Regions from separate parts of the Danio rerio genome. Here region 2 is linked to region 1. A link is a contact called in public Hi-C data. All regions are on one chromosome and are shown on one strand. The core of a region is the stretch at or near the end of the contact, and the rest is flanking DNA. Distances in the headings are between cores, read along the strand shown.

The links. A called contact is a pair of places that touch in the nucleus more often than the background predicts.
Region 2: a contact with region 1 is called in a Hi-C map of an unstated tissue, with 2.4 times the contacts expected there. The contact joins the enhancer-like site here to the promoter of vma21 in region 1. A contact is called at or near these places in 1 of 18 Hi-C or Micro-C datasets (an unstated tissue) and 1 of 4 datasets of contacts at active chromatin or transcription factors (caudal fin).

What each region holds. Positions count from the first base shown.
Region 1 is chr5:23,375,087-23,381,018 of GRCz12tu, reverse strand. vma21 (vacuolar ATPase assembly factor VMA21) reads right to left here and starts at 2,397. Exons shown (of 3, transcript NM_001202424.1): 1 at 2,227-2,397; 2 at 1,870-1,979. The coding sequence starts at 2,288.
Region 2 is chr5:23,515,814-23,521,745 of GRCz12tu, reverse strand. npas2 (neuronal PAS domain protein 2) reads right to left here. Exons shown (of 21, transcript NM_178299.1): 10 at 2,929-3,035; 11 at 2,570-2,717; 12 at 152-233; 13 at 1-62. Among named protein-coding and RNA genes, the nearest start is that of radx, 22 kb to the left of the region's middle. Within about 2 kb of position 2,650, at least 5 of the 62 cell types and tissues checked have an H3K27ac peak or open chromatin away from gene starts, as enhancers often do.

The DNA.
Region 1 (5,932 bases), core at 1,148-3,647:
TCATGCAATGATCTACTCGTATACATTTTTAAAATCACGTGCCTTGTGTAACAAAATAACTTCTGACAACCTGTTACCTAAATCAGGTGAGTGGGCTTGACAAACCACTTGTGGAAACACACTCTCGCTCTCTCACTCATAAAAAAAAAAAACTCTTTTGCACTCTTACTGTACGTTCACATGAAGATGGCGAGAGCAACAAAGTTTGCTCTCTTTGCTGCAAGTTTGCAGATTGGAAAAGTCAAGGTTTTAAAACCGCCAACGTTTTCTGTTATATATATATATATATATATATATATATATATATATATATATATATATATATATATATATATATATATATATTATACAGGTTTTTCACAACTATTTTATTTAGTTTTTTAGGACAACAGTATCTCCAGCAGAAAAGGAACTTCTTCATCAAAAGCTACTAGGCCAAAATATTTTAAAAATTTCCTAAAATAAAATATATCGTATTCAGTGGAAAAAAAGTCTTTGTATTATACCCAGACATTTAAAAAGAACATATTTTAGAGCAGTAATCACAAAACCAGGAAACCATGATTTTTTATTCAAGGTTATCAAACGGTCAGAATTCTTATACTGGCCCATGCCTGCTGTCATTATAGTTGGAGTGAGATTCCTGCTTTTTTTAAGAAAAAAAAAATACACACTACAAGTCAAAAGATTGGGGTCCGCATGATTTTGAAATGTTTTAAAATAAGCTTCTCCTGCTCACCAAGGCTGCATTTATTTTATCAAAAATACAGTAAAATTTGTAAAATTGTGAAATGTTGTTGCTCTATAAAATAACGTTCAAAACTATTCATGATTTATTTGTGATTTAAAGAGGAATTTTCAGCTTCATCACTCCAATCTTCAGTCAAATGATCCTTCAGAAATCACTTTAATATTAATTTTATTATTATTTATTTGTATTATTAATGTTATTAATGATAATAGTAATAAAAGTGATAATGATTGGAGTAATCATTTAATTTTAAAACTACATACAATAAATAATAAATGAATATTTATATACACACACACACACACACACACACACACACACAGTATATATAAAACAATATATCGCTCCCTTATACAGAAATCTGAAATGGCAATATATGAACATAAATAAAATAATTTCTAATTCATTTGACTGTGAAAGTAGCAGATAAATCTTGCTCCGGAGCAGGCTAGCAGCAATGAACAAACTGCTGTAGTAACCTAATTTGGCCTGTTTTCATGCAACTGATTGAGGGCCAAATTTAACCAGGATAGCTTGAAAATCAAAGCTTCATCCCCTCAACTATTGCTTTTGTGCAATACTAACTGTTCAATGTGCAATAATGTTTTAAGATACCAAAGCAACAATGACTGATTAAAGAAAAAACTGCCTTTACAGTAGCTAAAACCTGGTGCAAACTAAACTGAACATGAACCAGCTACAATAGCTAGCTAGCTGATTGAGCTTCACTTTTTTTTTCTTTTTTTTTTTTGTATAGATAGGCTAATTTACTTATCAAGCTAATTTGATAACAGATTGTAGCAATGACATTAGATCACCTAAATATAATGTGCCTGTTTTTGAAACTGGTTGAGTTTGTCTTGAGAGTTGGCAGCAGAGGAAATGTCATTCCACTCGAATGTGCCTCACTAACACCATCACAACCTCCTGACAAATTTAATATACTGACTTGCAATGCAGCACGGCACAGATATTTAGCAATGGGCTGTGATGTGGACAGTATAAATATACAGTACTGAGCACAATGGAGCCAATAATAATGAGATCATCAGAGTTGTTATAAATATTTAAATAACGTTAGGTAAATACATGGCTGATCTGCCTTTAAAGCGAAATACCTTCAAAGAGAAGGGACTTTGATGTAAAATACAGTCCGATGGGTAGAGTTATCATCAGAATAGTGAAAAACAGTAGAGTCTTGAGCACAGAGACAAGAGACCCGTCATTCCTGAATGAAGAAAGAGGAAGAAAGAGGACATGGAGAGATTAGTCTAAGTACGACTGGAAATCTGAATATTAAACGAAATCAAGTGTACTATCATGTACACTTCATGTTAAATATGTGTAAAGGTGTCTAGTTGATTTGAATCCGCTAAATTTCATGTGTTTATTGATTGTGATTTTGATACGAGGTCACGTGCAGTTTGAGCAGAATTAACTTATGTGAAATAGGCATACGATGCAGGTTATCTTACCCTCTGAAATCAGGCATGGCTCCGGGCACTGAGCCCACCTCTTTCTTGTCGTAATTTTGCATTTTGTGTTTTTTTTCATCGACCAAAATAAGAAAACCGTTGGAACTCAATCCCTTGTTATTCAGTGCTGCGACATCTTGAATTATTCGCGCTTCCGGGTCTTTGTCACATGATCTGTATGGTCATGACAGCAGTAGTGTCTGTCAGTGTTTGCGCATGTCCGCTAGAGGGCGCCGCTCGAGCAGTGCAGGCGGCGAACTGATTAAAGACTCTCAGAACCTTATAATGTTCTGGATCTCATACACGACTGGATATTGTCTTCATATGAACAGTTTGATATTCAGTTCATATCACCTTTCACAGTAAGTATTAGCATACTATTTTATTATTGTACATTTAAACAGAGAGAGAGAGAGAGATAGAGAGAGCACCACGAAGTAGCCTAAAGTATGTCCTACTTAAAAAGATACAAACGTGCACTGGATTGTGGGTGATTTTCAAACATTTACAGTAACTTACTGCATATCAGACATTTGCAGTATAATACTGTATTCAAAGTAATCTGCTGCTGTAGTTGAAGACAAAGAAAACATGCTCATTTTATTCAATAGTTAGCACTAAAACTGTTTTTGTACTGCTAGTGTTAAATGTAAGCACATTACAGTAAAAGTTCAGTACAAGTTGTCATACTTTAAAATGTAAATGTGGTAAAGGACAGATAGATTATAGGTCTAGTAAGTACCTGTAGATGATGACAACGATATGGTGGCTCAGTGGTTAGCACTGTCGTCTCACAGCAAGAGAGTTGCTGGTTCGAGTCCCGACTGGACCAGTTGGCATTTTTGTGTGGTGTTTGCTCCCCGTTTTCATGTGGGTTTCCTCTGTGTGCTCCAGTTTCCCCCACAATCCAAAGAGATGCGCTGTAGGTGAACTGCATAAGCTAAATTGGCCATATCGAGTGTGTGTGTGTGAATGTGAGAGTGCATGGGTATTTCCCAGTGCTGGGTTGCAGCTGATAGGGTATCTGCTATGTAAAACATATGCTGGATATATTGGTGGGTAATTCTGCTGTGGCGACCCCTGATGAGTACAGGGACTAAGCCAAAGGAGAATAATTGAATGAATGAAGTATGTAGATGATGACCTCATTTCCTTCTGTAATTTCTAGAAATATGAGATTTTTGTCTCTCTTCCCTCTTAATTAACAGAAAGCCTGGGATGGTTGTCAAATATTTTACTACATTTTATTTGAAGATATATTGGACTTTATTTTTGTAGGACACAATTATTTTAATTGAAGACATTTTTGATCTTAGAGCCAACATGAAAAAACACATCTTGAGAAAAAAGGACTGAATTTGGGTGACTAGGTTTTTAATTGGATTGTCCACTTAAAACTAATTCTGTTGTGTTATTTCTTTTTCTTTCTTTTCTATTTTTTTTCCAATTTTCTAAAGCAAAATAAATACGAACACAAACATATTTTATTGTATGAAATATATCAAACTTTTTTATCATCAATCTAAAAAAGAAAATCTATTTTAAAAGCAAAGTTTTGTCATTACTGGAAGGGCATCCGCTGTGTAAAACATATGCGGGAATAGTTGGCGGTTCATTCCGCAGTGGCGACCTCTGATAAGTAAGGACTAAGCCGAAGGAAAATGAATGAATGAATGAAAAGCAAATATGTCTCAATAGGTTTTATTATTTTGAACTGAGACTAAAGTAAAAAAAATACAGTAATAATTTAATTAATAGAAATAAATAAACTGGAACAGTGGAAAATCTCTTTGTACATTTTGCTTTATATATATATATATATATATATATATATATATATATATATATATATATATATATATATATATATATATATATATATATATATATATATATATATGACATTTCCCAAATAAAATTGAATTATATTTTCCATCTTCTGTAAAACATTTCCAACAATCACATTATAACATGCAAACACTTGTTTTTTTTTTTTGCAATAAAAAAAGCAAATAACTTATCACGTTTCCATTTCATGACATCACAGTGAAAACACATTTTTTCCTTTGCCTATAATCTGCATAAAATAAAAGCAATTACATTTTCCCACTGACGGAAAGGCCACCAAAGGTAAAGTCCAGAAGAGAATCAATTATAAGTTGAATCATTTTTTTAAGAAGGCCAATTAACTTAATTTTGAAGAAATACAACAAATGAGTTTGAATGTTCTTTGTGAAATATATTTCATCCAAAATATGAACTTAATTAGCATTACAGGCACTACATTTTGCTGTCTTTAACACCATTGACTGAAATCTGTACAACATTTATATTTGTTTTTAATCATGTCCATTCAAGTAAGTGAAATAGTAGGCTTATATCTTAAAATAATACAACTCATATGTATCTTTAACCACCTATCCAAACGCAGTTTGTCAAAATATTGCAAGCTTTACTGCTTTTTAAGTCATTCTCTATATGATTTAACAGCTTCCTCATTCTTATTCAGAAAGAAAAATGTATTCAGAAATACATAAACTGTCCAATCCATGTCATTGGAGTGTTGACAGTATGGCTGTACTCAGGCGGCAGTTTTAGTGTTTTGGGGGCCCTAAGCAATTCCAGCCATGCATGGGGCCCAAAAGTTCTAAAATACACCTTTTGTACTTTAATTAATTAATACTCAATCACTCCAAAGCATCTTGTGAAACATTTTAAACTAAAAATTATATATAAAGTATTTAAAACTAAATATTTTCCTAATTTGACTGCTGGACTACTCCATTATTGAGTGGGAGACACATTTGCACAGATGTAATAAAAATTTTTTTTAGTCCCTCATCATAAAAAGAATGATAGAAAAGGATGTTATATATTATTTATAGGTATAATTTATACTTCTAGGTATTTATTTGTGGGCCCTTAGATTTCCTGGGGCCCTAAGCAGCCGCTTATCTTCCTCATTGGTTAAATCCGCCCCTGGCTGTAGTTACAGGTAACTGACCAAATCTTGACGTAAATGGAAACCTTCTATACCAGGGGTGTCCAAACTTGGTCCTGGAGGGCCGGTGTCCTGCATAGTTGAGCTCCAGCTTCCTTCAGCACACCTCCCTGGAATTTACTAGTATACCTAGCTTGATTAGTTGGTTCAGGTGTGTTTAAATGGGGTTACAACTAAAATATGCAGGACACCGGTCCTCCAGGACACAGTTTGGACACCCCTGTTCAATACAGTTGAAGTCAGAACTATTAGCCCTTCTGAATAATTGTCCCCCCGTATATTTTCCTCCAATTTCTGTTCAACAGAAAGATTTTTTCAACACATTTCTGACCATAATAATTTGAAACTAATTTCTAAAAACTGATTTATTTTATGTTTGCCATGATGACAGTACATATTATTTTACTAGACATTTTTTAGCATGCTAGTATTCAGCCTAAAAAGAAATTGAAAGGTTAGTTAGGTTAACTAGGCAAGTTAGAGTAATTAGGTAAGTCATTGTATAACAGTGTACAGCTGTTATACAATGTAGACAGCTGAAAAAATGCTAATAATATCCCAACAGGCACAGGACGTCAACACGAGGTCAGATTGACAATCTATCCTAATGTTTTGGGACGTTGCATTTTGTTTGGAATTGAAAATCAGGTTGACGTCAGAACCCAACGTCACACTGTCATCAGTCTCTAACATCAAATAGACGTT
Region 2 (5,932 bases), core at 1,401-3,900, 140 kb before region 1:
CTGTTGATTCTGTCCCGTGTAGCTTCCAGAGGAGGACACATGTCCAAAAACACCTCCTGGCCCTACAAACAAACATGATACATTAGCGTCAACTATTCATACAAACAAACAGAAATGCTTACAAGTGTTTTTCTTGGGTTTTGTTTCATACTTTGATTGAGGATGTGGCCATATCAGATGAGCTCTCCTCCAATCCAAACTCTCTCCTTCTCTCCGCTCGAACTTCAGCATAACTTTGGAGAGAGAAAAAAAAACATTTTGTTGTTGAATGTTTTATATGTACTGAGAAAAAAAGTGGACAGACTGATCTTCTTATGTGCTGTACCTAAGAGAATATGCTAAATTTTCAAGGCTAAATCTGTAGTAACACACACTGACCTTTAGATGGAAACAGAGGCTAAAAATACATCACACTTTGTTAAAAAGACTAAATTAGCTGACAAGCATTAATGACTACCTGTATTTTATTTTTTAAGTTATAAACAAGCGTTTGAGAGCAGATGCAAGCTACAAATATGTTAATTAGAAAAAAAAATATTTAAATATGTTTCGCTGCCTTTAGCTAAGGTTGCTAAAGTTACTTAAATGATAAAACTAAAATACCTTTTATTACTAAGGGGACAAATAAAAGTCAAAAATGTACTTAAAAATATTTTCCATTTTCACTTTGTTAAATGAAAATATTTTTCATTCATTTTATAAGTATTTTCTATTTACCATTATATATTTTATATAAAATTAATAGAAAATAGACATCTTAAAACTAAAAGTAATACATTTTACAAAAAATACATAAATAAATTGAAAAAATATAAAGTAAATTTTTAATAAAATAAAAACTAATTCAAAATGTTTCATTTCAGCTAGTTACCATGAACACATTTTCTATTTTAACTAAATAAACTAAAATAAAAAGTATAAACATATTTAGATCTAAAAACAAAAATGCTTAACATTAAAATAAAATGTTAAAGATAGAAAAAACAAACATAAATCTAAAATAAAACTAATTCAAAATGACAAATGTTTTTTTGCTAGTTGCCATGGAAACATTTCTCAGTGTGTGTGTGTGTGTGTGTCTGTGTATATCGCACGCTCGTTAATGCAAATTTTTAATTAGCCAATTACATGACAGCAACTCAATGGCCAGACTGGTTCCAGCTGATAGAAAGGCAACAGTAACTCAAATAACCACTCGTTACAACTGTGGTATGCAAAAGAACATCTCTAAATGCACGACACGTCCAACCTTGAAGCGGATGGGCTACAGCAGCAGTAGACCACACTGTGTGCCACTCCTGTCAGCTAAGAACAGAAAACAGAGGCTGTAATTCGCACAGGCTCACCAAAATTGGACAATAGAAGATTGGAAAAACATTGCCTGGTCTGATGAGTCTCGATGTCTGCTGCAACTTTTGAAGGGTCAGAATATGTTGTCAACAACATGAAAATATGGATCCATCCTGCCTTGTATTAACGAATCAGACTGGTGGTGGTGGTGTAATGGTGTGGGAGATAATTTCTTGGCACACTTTGGGCCCATTAGTACCAAGTACCAGTTGTGTCAACGCCACAGTCTACCCGAGTATTGTTGCTGACCATGTCCATCCCTTTATGACCACAGTGTACACATCTTCCAATGGCTACTTCCAGCAGGATAATGCGCCATGTCATACAGCGCTAAAAATCTTAGACTGGTTTCTTGAACGTGACGATGAGTTCCCTGTACTCAAATGGCCTCCACAGTCACCAGATCTCAATCCAAGAGCACCTTTTGGATGTGGTGGAAAAAGCCTCTAAACACCATTGTTAAGATTTATTTAATGTCAGGTTTAATGTTATTGATTATTGCATTTACTTGACGGATATCATTCTTTAATTTTCCTTCTGCTTTTTCATTGGTTTTCCACAGCGGAATGAATCGCCACTTACTTGATAGATTTATACATTTTTTTAAATTTAGGTGGTTTGTGTAATGTGTTTTATGTTTGGTAAAATAATTTCTAATGGCATCTTTAGTGATTTTCAACTGATTACACAGTCTTGTCCCGATAGGTGGATTTAGAGGTTTTTGCAAAAAAAGCAGATGTGGATTTAGCTGGTTTTGACGCAAAAGAAAATGTACTTTGTTAAAAACTAAAGAATTGTCTACAGTGACATTTATGAAAATTATAAAAAAAGTTATTTTATTTACAAGCTAATAACCTTTTCATTATCTATGAAATGAAACATCTGAACCTAATTATATGAGCCTGATAGAAAATGCTTATTCACAAGAAAAGAGGTCTGATGGATTTAGAGGGCTTTGCATCTGATCTCTTCATATATATATATATATATATATATATATATATATATATATATATATATATATATATATATATATATATATATATATATATATGTATATATATTAAAGCAAAGATGAAATTAACTCTAATTCAAATTACTGTGCGAAGCAAAGCGTTTTTGTTTATATGCTTATAAATAAGTGCAAGTACTTTCCAGTGTGCTTGCCATGCCCACACTTTCCATACACACATATAAATGCCGCTAGTGTTTGTTTTACCTGACCACGCTGTGTGTGCAGACGATGAACTCAGGTTTGGAGTTCCACTGGTGGTACGTGATGTAATAGTGCGTCTGCAGCCAGATCCACTGCTGTCCTTTAGTCAGGAACCGATAGTAACAAGACTTTCCTTTCCCACACTGCATCACTGCAATACACACAAACGCATGCACACAAACACACAAGATCAGCACTCTCTACAAAAGGCTTGAGAGCTTCTTACAAGGTCTTTCATCTTTCCTGGCGGGGCCATTTTCAGCTCCTCTGTGATTCGCACAAACAGGAGAAAATTTCCAAGACAGTACATTGACCTAGTTTGAGAACGAAGAGAGAGCGAGAGCAGCAGAGATAACACTCACATTGTTTATGACATTGAGCAATCAGCTCCAGGTCGTCCACATGGTAGTAATCATAACCCGAGGTCCCCAAAACCTCAAACGGCAGGTACCCAATGATAGGAGAGGCCCTGTAAACACACACACACACACACAGTTATTACATACTCTCTGTACGCATTAAAAACATGCACAAAACGGTAGGGCAACTGTGGAATTTCTGATTTGAAAAAAAAAATCTGCAGATTGTTATGGAACAATTTTGAGAGTAGAGGGGCTGAGAAATAAACACCCAAAATAAATATAAATTATTAAAAGTTTACAATCCAAATCAAATTTGAAACGCTTTGATTGGTAAACAATGCAACAGTAGGTTTCTCATATAACACATCCAATTGTATCACACATAAATCATCTAAACATTTGCATATTCAACAATATTTCAAAAACTAATATAAAAATCTAATAAATATGCATGTATGTATGTACAGACAGCAAGACAGGGGCGTAATAGAAGGGGTGTAACTTGTAGTGGAGGTGTAACTTAAAGATATGGAGACATACATGTCTCAAGACTATATTGTCGGCAAGATGGCGCTGTACCCATCAGTTATTAACATCTACACCTACTCCACACCTAAACCCAACCATCACAGTTATTAACGTCTATACCTACCACAGACCTAAACCCAATCATCAAAGTTATTAACATCTATACTTACCACAACCCTAAACCCAATCATCAGTTATTAATGTCTATACCAACCACAACCCAAAACCCAATGATCACAGTTATTAACATCTATACTGTACCAACCCCAACCCTAAACCCAACCATCACAGTTATTAACGTCTATACCTACCCCAACCCTATGAGTTTCATGGTGGAGTTGCTAAATTCTAAAATATAATAATATATCAAATGAATTGGTTGTAGATAAGTTTGGAGAAATCTCATGAAAACATTTGCTAAAAATGTTCTCTGCTAAGTATTTCCACTATCTTGCCAACAACATCACGTTGTGACATCTCGTTTGGTTAAATGGGATCTCGATAACTGCAAGTTATGCCTCTAACTTGCAACAAGTTTTGCCCCTTCATGTTACGCCCCTCTCTTGCAGTCTGCAGACAGATACACTTGGAGTATCCGGAGAGTTTTCTTTTGATTTCTGAAAATCAGTAAGCCCCACCCACCCCTCAAAGGCAAATGAGCCAATGGCAGTTGAATATCAGTTGCATAGGAACCGGAACTCAGACAATAATCATTGAAAGATTTTGGTTTGATTTTGTTTTTGAAACAAAAATAGCTTTACCATGTGCCTCGAATACTTGTAACATTGATTTCATGTATCAGGAGAGGATAGGTAATAGATTTTTTTTTAAATGTCACCTAAATATTTAGAGGCTTTAGGTGTGTCAAAGAAACACTGCTATTAACTCTGCTAATGTCACCTAAAGTCATGTAGTAACCAGCTCTGCCTCGGGTTAGTTAAAAAAAAAGCCCTATTGTTAGCTTTCTCCTGGTAACAATAGCTAACGCAAAGCAAAACTAGCAAAGGGAGTTAAATGCCAATTGATTTCTATTCACAGTGTCGTTCATGAACAGTGTTGATGCTGTAATGTCATCTGTGATCGTGATGGCGTGATGTGTTTTTTCTAGTTTGAATCTCTCGCTTCCAAATTCCTCAGTGTACAGTTAAAGTAAGAATTATTAGCCCACATCTGATTTTTTTTCCTTTTTAAAATATTTCCCAAATTATATTTAACAGGGCAAGGAAATTTTCACAGTATGTCTGAGAATATTTTTTCTTCTGGAAAAAGTTTTATTTGTTTTATTTCGGCTAGACTAAAGGCAGTTTACATTTTTTTAAAAACCATTTCAGGGACAAAATTATTAGTCCCTTAAAGCCATATTTTTTTTCCGACTGTCTACAGAAAACTGTCTACAAACTAAGGTAATACAATGACTCACCTAATTACCCTAACCTGCCTAGTTAACCTAACTAACCTAGTTAAGCCTATAAATAACACTTAAGGTGGTATAGAAAAACAGTCTATTCTAGTAATACAGGATAGTTTAAAATTTTATTCCAGCTCTTCCAAGCTAAATAATGTTTTTTTTTTTTTTTGGATGGTGACTTTTATTTTGAAGTTTACAAAAGTACATAAATCTAACATCAAACTAACTCATGAAGTTAATATATGTCTTACGAAGTGGATCGATGAGTGTTTGTAACAGAAATACTTTAAGACAGTGGTCTCAATTCCAGGAGGGCCGCAGCTCTGCATAGTTTAACTTTAACCACCTCCAACTCACAGCTTGTTAATAGTCTCTAATAGTTTTGAACACCTTGATTAGTTGGATCAGTTGTGTTTGATTAGGGTTGGAACAAGACCGTGCAGAGCTGTGGCTCTCCAGGAATTGAGTTTGAGACCTATGCTTTAAAATTATAAACACCACTTCTGGCGATGTGTGATTACTGATTTGCACAACGTATGCTTGATTCATTCGTATCGGAAGCTCTGGAAATACGTGAACCACTTACCACACAGTTTGTTTACAACAGAAGATGACAACAAACAGGAAAAATAGTTAGCTTAGTGTTACTGTATAATATTACCCAGTATATTACTCTTACAATGCCACATGCATGTCTCAATTGTGTGTCATGCATCATCCGTCCTAAAATGTTTTTGTTACAAATGTTTTTGTTAACCTGTCGGCGGTGTCTGGGTTAGTTAAATGATTAATTCACACAGTTTTGCAAGCTTCAAAATAAAAATCACTATCCAACACCATTATACAGCATATAAGAGAAGGATAATATTTAAAACTACTTCGAATGTGAACACCTGACAAAAAAAGAAAAAGAAAAAATCATATACACAGAGAATGGCGTGAGGGTGATTTTTGGGTGAAGTATTGCTTTAAGCTTGTTATTCACCATATTTATTTTCAAATCTTTTATATATTACTCCAAGCAATATTTAATACATTAATGCTCCTTGATGAGAGCTGGTCCTTCTG